Regions from separate parts of the Mus musculus genome. Here region 1 is linked to region 2. The links are chromatin contacts, called in public promoter capture Hi-C maps. All regions are on one chromosome and are shown on one strand. The core of a region is the stretch at or near the end of the contact, and the rest is flanking DNA. Distances in the headings are between cores, read along the strand shown.

Evidence for each region. Promoter capture Hi-C pulls out the DNA fragments that hold promoters and counts their contacts.
Region 1: a promoter capture Hi-C map of pre-B cells shows a contact between it and region 2, with 4 times the contacts expected there. The contact joins the enhancer-like site here to the promoter of 2410124H12Rik in region 2. A contact is called at or near these places in 8 of 39 promoter capture datasets (the C10 cell line, cranial neural crest, hippocampal neurons and 4 more), 1 of 484 Hi-C or Micro-C datasets (bone marrow-derived macrophages) and 2 of 9 other capture datasets (adipose tissue and liver).

What each region holds. Positions count from the first base shown.
Region 1 is chr16:93,244,918-93,250,075 of GRCm38.p6, forward strand. No RefSeq gene overlaps it. Among named protein-coding and RNA genes, the nearest start is that of Gm30588, 15 kb to the right of the region's middle. Within about 2 kb of position 2,089, at least 66 of the 459 cell types and tissues checked have an H3K27ac peak or open chromatin away from gene starts, as enhancers often do. A contact at or near this core is called in pre-B cells, where this site is marked.
Region 2 is chr16:92,477,153-92,482,252 of GRCm38.p6, forward strand. 2410124H12Rik (RIKEN cDNA 2410124H12 gene) reads left to right here and starts at 1,590. Exons shown (of 3, transcript NR_165041.1): 1 at 1,590-1,816.

The DNA.
Region 1 (5,158 bases), core at 839-3,338, 770 kb after region 2:
CTTTATCTTCAGAGTTTTGTGCAGCTGCCTGCCTCTTAAAGAATTCTTTCAGGGAAGTCAACCCTCATATACATTGTCTAGATTGTCTAGCTTTGCAGGCCTCCTTAATACAGACAAACTGCTGGGATCCCGTAATTCTGAAATTTTGGCACAATAGCACATGGATGATACCAAGTTCTATTACCAGGAGGAACAGGATCAAAGCTGCCTTGGACCAAGACTGCAGCAGCCTCTGCATGCTTTCATACACACACACACACACACACACACACACACACACACACACACATATACACACACACACACACACATACACACACACACACACACACACATACACACACACAAACACACACACAAACACACACACACACACACACACACACAAACAAACACACACACACACACACACATACACACTTCCCAGAAGGGCATCTTAGGATACGTTCTCTTTTTAAAGAAAAGTTTTTCAAATGAATTTTCAGTTTTATAATCTTGAGCTCTTGAGGGTAAAAATATCATCTAGCCTAGAAATATCACTGAGCGAAGTGAAGGACTTATTAATGATGTTGACCTCTTTAGCGTCTATGGGCGATTTATCAGCAGGTGTTTTCCCCACAACTTTAAAAGTGTTCCATTCCTGGTTGGCTAGCATGGATCTTGAATCCCTCTGCTCTGGGTTTTGCTACCTGTTCTCACTGTAAATTTGACAAAAAGCAGCCACAAGTAATCCCACCACAACACAAATACTACAATGTCTTGAATTCTCCTCTGTTACACTAGTTTATTGCTTTTGACTTTGGCCTCACTTAAATTACCAAGACAAGCGTGGAATGCACACAGGTCTGGTGTCAGAACACATGCAAATGGCCTCTAGTACAGCTCTCCGTAGCGTTCTTGTTCCCATCTGAAGCATCCTGAGCACAGACTCCAGCAGACATGCTTGCTCAGCATCCTGAGCTCTAATTGTGGCATTGTGGGGCTTCTCTAAGCCACATCTCCACACTCACCCACATTCATCCCTCAAACCGTTTCCAAAGGCCTAGGGCCCAAATGGTCAGAAATCACTTCCTGCACAAACCTCACTTCTCACACCAGTTTCCTGTGTTGTTTACTTTAGAGTCATGATCACCACAAAACTTAACAGACGCAACTTATAGGAGAGGAAGATGACTCTAACCATCTTCTTCAGAATGCTTTCGTCCATCTTGCTGGTAAAGAATGTCTAAAAGAGTTTACTTGCTTTAGAGAGGATCGGGTCATAGACAGAATGGCAGTGACCAGGGTCTCCAAAGTCCTACGCCACTGCTGTCAGCCAAATATCACCTTCTAAAGGTGTCACAGCCGTCCAGATGGATGCCACCAACTGGATAAAATGCATTCAAGGCATCATACTACAGGGAGCCAATTCAAATTCAAACAATGACAATACCCAAAGCTGTTGCCAACACTCTGAGGTGTCCAGATAACTCAATACTCCATAAAATTTATATACAGAGGTCAATACTACATATTCACGTGTTTGGTTTGAGCACATGAAATATCTGCATATTTTCATAGCCTTTACAACCATCATAGACATGGTAATAAATACTCTATTTAAAATTAAGCCATTTTTTTTCTTTGAATTATATCCAAATTGGGTAAATAGTTCATTATTTGAAGTGAAGTCAATAAGAGTTGCCTTTAGGACAATATAACTATTTTACACATATACAAAATATCTGAGGCTAAGTGTTCATCTTTCCTTTCAAGCCACAAGTCACTTTAACACCTTTGAAAATGTCGAGCTTGGCTTCTGTTTCGTTTAACATCTAAGGTCTGTGGGTGGCATCTCACCGCCATAGCCATTCCCCCACAAAGCTTGTTCTAGCTCATACAGAAGCAGTAGATTTAACACAGAAGAATCTTTTGTAGGGCAACATCAGTCAAACTGCCCCAGCCAGCCAGAGAGCCAAGGTCAGAGTCCCGGGAGCCCTCCACACAGGATACGCATCTTGTTACAGAATTCCTCTATGCCTCATCGCTGTCTCCCTAACGACCAGTTAAGTGGGCTCCCCCGAGGACGCTTGAGTCAGCGCCAGCTTGAGAACTGCTGCAGAAACATCCTCTTTTACTGGAAATGATTTCCACCAAACTGCCCTGTGCCATATTTAGACTCTTAGCTTAGTAACACCCAACAGAAGGGGCTAAGTTTGCAGGACAGGAGGCTCTGGGCTGTGAGAAAAGAGCTTGCTGTTGTCTGGCCCAAGTGACCACAGGGAACAGAGCTGGCAAGTCTGGGGTGGTCTGTGACTCAAGGGACAGAAATATTCCATTTTTTTTCTGGCAGTGCAGACACAGAGAAGACCTGGCTGAGTCTTCCCAGACTGTTTGTCCCCAAGTTAGAGATCAGATGGGAGGTAGCAATTCAAGTCCCTCCCATGTCTGTGTGGCAATATGACCGAAATCCAAGGACTTGGAGAGAGCATAACTATGGAAAAGAATAAGTTCTGCTATGCTGTGGCATGACAGGGGATCCCCAGCTAGCAATAATACACGTCTTTCTAACTTGACAAGAAGGGAAGGTATGGGCTATCTCATGACAGGCAATGATAAGAATTTGAGGTGGCGATCACTGTATAGTATTTAGTGGCATTGAAACATCATGTTTTATGCCACAAGCACATACATTATCAAGATGACATTAAAATATCCAAAACTCTGCTCAGCTGCAAGACTACTAAACTTTAGGGCTTTAAGATGCATTTGTACTATGACAACACAAAAGATAATGTTCTAGGAATATCTAAGTGTGATGTCCACGGAGGACAGTCAGGGCCAACCTTCCTGTAATGCTCCCTGGTCTCTGTCCTCAACCTCTCCCCACCACTGCCATATTGAACTATCAACAGCATAGCTCCCATATGCCCACAGAAATCTAATTATGTATGGAGACATAAATATGTCTCTATAGATCCATTATGTCTGCTATTGTTTTCTACCAAAAGAATCATATCACATACAAAGGTTCTCTGCAGTTTGCTTTTGTAGCCCAGAAGGATTTAGGAAAATTCTCCCATATCAATCCAACAGCTCCGACTCAGTCTCTTTAACAGCTCTACCCCAACATTGCCCCTCTTGTCAATGGGAAATACCATCGCAAGAACCCAGTAGGGGACCAAAATGTTGAATAGTGCCAAGTTATAGTCCCAAATGGGAACCTGCATCCTAGGGTGTGTGAATTTGTAACTGTTATAGCAACTTCCCTATGGTAGTCAAAACCTCCTGAAACCCAATCCTTTGGTGTCTCTACAACATCTTACCTAGTTAATTAATAAAAATGACGAATGTATATCCAAATCTCAACTGCATTTTCTTTAGCAAAAAAAGAAGTGAAATTCTCCTTTGAGCCATAATATAAACACGTATATATACTACTTCTAGTGTAAAGAGATGGCTCTTTCGTAATGTTAATTGTAATACATAGGCATGTCAGGTTCATGGAGATAGGTGAGTTCAGTGTTGCCTAGTTTGGAAGGACTCTGAGACTTAGGAGTATCCACAACTATCTGAGGTAAGTGGGGCTGGAGGAAAGTAGCCTTGCTTCTGGACTTTAGAAGAATCCAGAGAAGAAGGCAACCAAGGTGGCTTGGCTTTGGAGTTGGTAGGTGTGCCTGGGAAAGTTGGTGTTCATAGATACGATAGGATTCTCCTCTCCATGACTTAGCTTACCACATAAGGGCAGTCTCTCCCAGACAGCCATGGAACCCCCAGATGTCCCCAAAGCAGGTAAATAACAAAACATAGTAAATCTGTGTATGTACACACTCAAGCAGTGCTTGAGGAGTGACGACAGACGACAGAGTCACTCAATCAGAGAGTCACTGCAGCTGTGTCTCCAGCTTGGCTTCACAGCCCACAGCCGGGGTTCTTACACAGGGCCTGGAACCCTTGGAGACGTAGAGAAGGTTGTCCAGTGAGAGACTGGAAAGGACTAGAGATAGGCTCAGGGGCTGATGAGCATGGCACAATGACAACTGTCAGTTCAATTGTGCTCACAGTAACCTGCACTGTGAATCCTTCCAGGACTAGCAGTGGTAACTAAAAGGGATACTACAATCTCTTTCTTAATGGGGGAAAATAGTGTTATATGATGAGCGTTGGAAAGAACTATGAAGACTCTGTAATTACGTCATCCTACCTGCAAGCTAAGGCACTGACTGACACTATTTAATGATTTTGGACAGAAATCAAGAAGCTCCTAGATTTTACCACAGTGTAAGCAGTATAAGCACACATGCACACACACACACACACACACACACACACACACACACACACATATTACACATCAAGTAAAACCCTCAGAGAGGTTTTAGCTGGGTATCTCACCCATCTGAAGCCCCACTCTCCAAGCTTTCAGCTACCTGTAGTAACTTTAGTGCAAAAGTATTGAATGGGAAAATGTACCCCAGAACAAAAGAGATCCTAAGTCACTTCAACTACAACTTACAGTGTAAAATTTTCTTATTTAGATAACAAATTATTCTTAATTATTTTTACTGTGCCTAGTTTATAAGCTAAGCCTTAGGTCAGTCATGTATAAAGGAGGTCAGAGTATATGGAAAGCTTGTTGCCACCTTCACCCTCAGGCTGTATGAAACCAGTGGGAATATGGAATGCATCTCTTCAGGGTAACTACAGAGACATGGAAACATCTAACAGAGATGATGCACTGCGCTGACCATCCTAGGCAGCCTCCTCCATGAAGTTCTCCCCATATTATGGGTATTTTACAGTCACTGTCAAACTTTACAAATATAAAAAAAAAGAAATTTTTAATTCTGAGCTTTTATTTTCAGAACTCAAGTTTATGATATACAGAAGTATTTAATAACATGGAATATGGTACCTTCCTATATCATTTGTGCATTCTGAGAAACAGTAGCTTATCCAAATTATTTTTATGCTTTATAGCAATATGACCTGACCTAAACACAATGGGTTTTACATTGACACATCCCTTTGAAAAAAATCGCTTTAAGCTCCATCTCTTCTAACACTCCCTATGGAGAAAAAAGTATGATTCTTCCAAGAGCAGCAAGTAGGGTAAGTGATGCCAACCTTTGAATAACAAGATCATGCCCACAGGGACACATCAAAAGACTCCTGCATC
Region 2 (5,100 bases), core at 340-2,839:
TTCCCCCCCCCCCAACCCTACCCACAATCCACCACTGGTCTGTTTTCTCTCCCTATGCATGAATGAAACGGGTCTGTAATTTCTAAAAGCATCCCAGTTTTTTTCTCTACCTTTTTGTGGATTTCTCCTCCTTAAATCATGGCTTTATTGTCTCAGATGTCTGTGAAGTTTTAATTGCACTGTGTGTGTTTGCAGATGTACATGCATACAAATGTGTGTGTATGGGGAGGGGCAGTTCAGGAGCTGCCATCTTGGTTTTTGAGACGGTCTCTCATTGCCTAACATTTACCAGGCTAGGCTGTCTGGCCAGTGAAGGGCTGGGGTTTGCCTGTCTGTCTCCAGTTCTCCAGCACTGGGATTATAAACGAACGTGTACTGTCTCGTTCAGCTTTTCTTTATTTTAATGTGGGTTTAGAGACTCAAACGCAGTCCCTCGTTGCTTGCACAGAAAGCCCTAACCACTGAGCTATTTTCCTAACCAGAATTAGTTGTTTTGCTTTTGATATGTTATATAGCTTTAAGCTGCTTCTCTTTGTGTGGCTGCTGAGCCTTGATGGGCTTCCAAAAAGAACCAGGTCCCTAACCCTAACCTGCATCTCCTTTGCTGCTAAATAAGACACCCCCATATAAGTGAGAGACAGTTCTGTGCCCCAGGAACGAGATGCTGAGTGAGGTCACTGTTGGCTGTCACAGAGAGCCAGCCAGCTGTCAGTCTTTGGATCCCAAAAATGTTGGAATGGAAAGGGTGTTCCTTAGCATGTCACTGCTAACAGGAGCAGCCATGTTATGTGTACTGAGTATGTGTACTTTGTGGGAAGAGCACAGGCATTTTTACTGCTGTTTTGTTTTACTCTATTCTATGTGTTGTATGTAGGCAGACATATGTATACATGTACATTGTGTGTAGGACACACAACACCAAGAATGAATCTTATCGTGATTTGCAGACTTAGTTAATCATTGTGTATCGACATTGGCTTATTAGTTTTAATAAATGAACCACACTGCTGCAAAATGTTAGCGATGGGAAACTGGAGTAACACTCAGGGCATCTTCCATTCAGCTTTTCTGTAACCTCAAACTACTCTAAAATGTAACCAACCTCAAACTGCTCTAAAATGCAACCCACAACTCCAAAGATAATAGTATGCCTACACAAACAGTACAGGAGAGCAACCCGCCAGAGGGCAACCCTCAACTTACTGCATTTCCTCATTTCCCCAATAAGCTTGGGTCTAAACCCAGGTGTGTAGATGGATTCTGGCAACAGTGGCAGCAGCTCTTGTTTGCTCCCCGGGTCAGAACAAAAAGGAACAGAGGACGTGAAATTAGAATGGCGTTCTAACCATTCTAAATTGCAATTGTGCCTCTTCGGGATCAATCAGGATATCTTTCAAGAGAATGATTTTATTCTTATAGCCACGAATTGTGGCCTTTTCTCTCCTTTTAAATATACGTAGACTAGAATTCATTCCTCTCTGGAGTCCTGTACCAGCAAATTGCAAGGTCGAGATGAACCAGCTGTGCAAACACTCCCCCTAGTGATGAACGGCAGACTTCCAAAACCCGAGGTTTATCGCTCGCCGTCCCGTTCATTTCTTTAACATCGGGCGTGCGCACACATGCCTTCAGAGAAGCTGGGAGAAGGAAGGAGGAAAGGAGAAGGAGTTGAAAGGAGAAGGGAAGTTTGGATGAAGAGGATGTCGATTGGCTTGGAGAATGGTGGGGTCCAGAGCGCTACTTGCTCCGCCACGAGGTTCTGTCCACTCGCCCTGCTGGAGTCCCCAAGAGGTGATGCTATGGATGCGCTCATGAGGTGAGTATCTGGCAGGCTCTGTTCTAAGCCAGACACTCCTGTTAGGTGTTCAGGTGGATTTTAAAAATTTATTTCAATTAATTAATCAAGCATGGTTTTGTGTGTGTGCGTGTGTGCGTGGTCCGCCTCTCCCTCCTTCTCCCCTTTCCCCCCCCCCCCCGCCCCCGCCCCATGCTGTGGTGCACAGGTGGAGATCAAAAGACGTCTTTTTCTCCTTCTCCGTGTGAGTTCTGGAGCTTGAGCCGGGGACATGAGGTGTGACAAGTGTCTCCCTTGCTCAGCCATCTAGGTGGTTCCCAGGCTAGAATGCTCCCGGTGGTATCTGGGAATATGCCATCATTCTAGAATCTTTCTGGGCGGGAGAGATGTGTTCTTTGGATTCTGACTGTTATGTAGGGAGGGGATATTGGAGGGCAACTCTGGGATTAGGGGGTTGGGACCCAGAGCTTCAGGCTAGGAGACTGTATTTAAAAGACATTGTGGTTTGAGTGTGACGTGCCCGCTACAGGGTTCATACATGCCTGGCTCATGGCACTGTTTTAAAAGTCTGGGGGACATCTGGGGGTCTAGCTAGAGGAAGTGAGCCTGCAGAACTGAACTGAAGATCTCACAGTGGGCTTCTAGCCTGTGATTTCTGTCATGTAACAATGCTGAATGGTCCCGGCTGGAACCCATGTCATTCCTCACGTGCTATACCTTCTCTTAAACTACAGCCAGGATAAATACTCTTTCCCTTAACTACTTCTGCCTGTTACTCTGTCCCAGCGATAAGAATAGTACCTAATACAGGTGTCACTGCCACATAGATGAGAGACACACTGGACAAGAAACAGAGGTGGCAAAAAATAAAACATGAAATAAAAAGCTACCTTCATCTTGGCTTCAGGTCAGCCGGAAACAGCAACTCATCTGACTCTAGTGAAATATGGCAGCCGGTTAGGCAGTCGTGGGTCGATGTCACTTTGCATCAGCAGAGGAAGGTGTCTATCTTAAAGGGATTCTGGGAGGGCTTAAGCCTGTGCTCTGAGGTGTGACCAGGCAGCTAAGTCTCAGTATGAGTTTTCTAAGGCTGCAGGAGACTCAGTACCATCAGCCAGGGGCAGGGAAGGCAGCAACCAATGGACATTTTTTCCCCCTCCAGCTCTGGGGACCACAGGATTAAGTCAGATCAGCAAGGCCCTTTGAGGTCTGAGCCAAATTGCTTCTTGCCTCTTCCTAGCTTTTCTTGGTTTGCAGACCATCATTCTGATCTCCATCTCTGACCCTCTCTTCCATGTGTCTTGGGTCCCAAGCCTCCTTCTCTTTATAATGAAGTAGATCTAGGCTCTCGTCCCATCCAGTAGGACCACTTTAAGTTGATTACATCACTAAGACCCTTCTGACTCTGAATCAGGTCAGAGTCCGAGGTATTGAGAAGTTAGTGTTTCCCTCGCCGTTTAACCCATGGTCCCCCCTGGGTCTTGGTTATAGAGTGGCCCGCCTGAGCCGCCTCCCCTGCTCGTGCCACATCCACGCTTGGCTTCTCTCATTTCTAAAAGCTGCCTGGGTCCCACACCACAGAGTCCCTGGGTTTGCCATCTGGTCTCTTCCTCTTCTGCCACTCACTTCTTTCATTTTTAAAGGATGGGGAGAATCATCTCATTAGCCCTGCCAGGAGAGTCCAGACTGTTTGAAAGTCAGCTGATTCACACTGGCCGTGCGATTTACAACTTTAACTTCTCTTTGCCTGGAGCAGTTCCGGGGACCTAGGCATGATCATGCCAAGGGCATCCTACCAAAATATATAAGAAGATTCACAAAGGTGGTGTCTTTCTTCATTTTCTTCTTTTTTAAAAAAAATAAGTTATTTAGTTATTTTGTGTGTGTGTCTATGTGTGTATGCCTTGTGTGTCTGTCTGTATGTTTATGTTTCTGTGTGTCTGTATGTCTCTGTGTGTCTATGATATGTCTCTCTCTCTCTCTCTCTCTCTCTCTGAATCTGCATGTGTCTCTGTCTCTGTATCTTTCTGTGTGTATCTGTGCCGTGTGGCTAAGTGGCAGTACCTGCATCTTGCTCACAGCGATGTTGAGGCCATGACTGCTTCAGACCTCTGTATCTGGAGTAATGATCCATGATAAATGACTTTCTGTGCTCTGAACCCATGTTTACCAAGCTGCCCACTGGTTACAAATCTGCTTCCCAGGTACCTGGATGGCAGGAAACAGCATCTTGGATAGTAGCCCAGGGTGCCCTAGGATCTCTATGGAAGTCCAAGGATGAGATACTTTCAGCAGTAAGAAGGCCAAGAGGCTCAAGGGAAGAAGGAAGTCTCACACTGAAGCCGGGCCCTGTCCCACCATAGTAGACAGATACGAACATCAGTCACCAGACTGCTCAGCCCCCATACTGAGGCCATCACTAGTCTGATGACCTAGAAAGGGGCTTAAAGACTGGGTAACGTGGAGAGAGTGTAAGAAACAGGTAGGTTCTCGTCAGAGCCTTTGTTCATTTCTGACTGAGTATATACACAGTGGGACCCAGAGATGACATGTGTACTGGCTGGTTTTGTGTGTCAACTTGACACAAGCTGGAGTTATCACAGAGAAAGGAGCCTCCCTTGAGGAAATGACTGCATGAGATCCAACTGTAAGACATTTTCTCAATTAGTAATCAAGGGTGGGAGGGCCCACTGTGGGTGGTGCCATCCCTGGGCTGGTAGTCCTGGGTCCTATAAGAAAGCAGGCTGAGCAAGCCAGGGGAAGCAAACTAGTAAGTAACATCCCTCCATAGCCTCTGCATCAGCGCCTGCCTCCAAGTTCCTGCCCTGTGTGAGTTCCTGTCCTGACTTCCTTTGGTCATCACCAGCATCCACAGCAATGTGGAAGTGTAAGCTCAATAAACAACATAGGAAAAGACCGTATCAGAAAACTCAGAACTCTACTCAGCTTGCCCACCACTGCCAGAGACCAGAACCCTCAGATAACACAGAAACCAAAGTTATCTCAGATAGTCAAAAGGGAGAAAAAAAAATCCCTTTCTGACCCTTCAATATGTTTTGGACAGAGTAAATTGCCGATAGATACCATGTCAGGAAATGACTTTGCCAGGGGAGTCAAATATTATGGTCTCGGTTTCTTTTCTTGTTGCTGTGATAGAACACTGGTGTATTTGGAGGACGGGCTTACTTTAATTCACAGTTAAAGGTTCACTCCATCATGCAGGGAAGTCAAGACAGCAGGAAGTTAAAGCAATCGGTCATACACATCTAAAACAGGAAATAGGTGACTCCAGGCTGCCTCTCTTC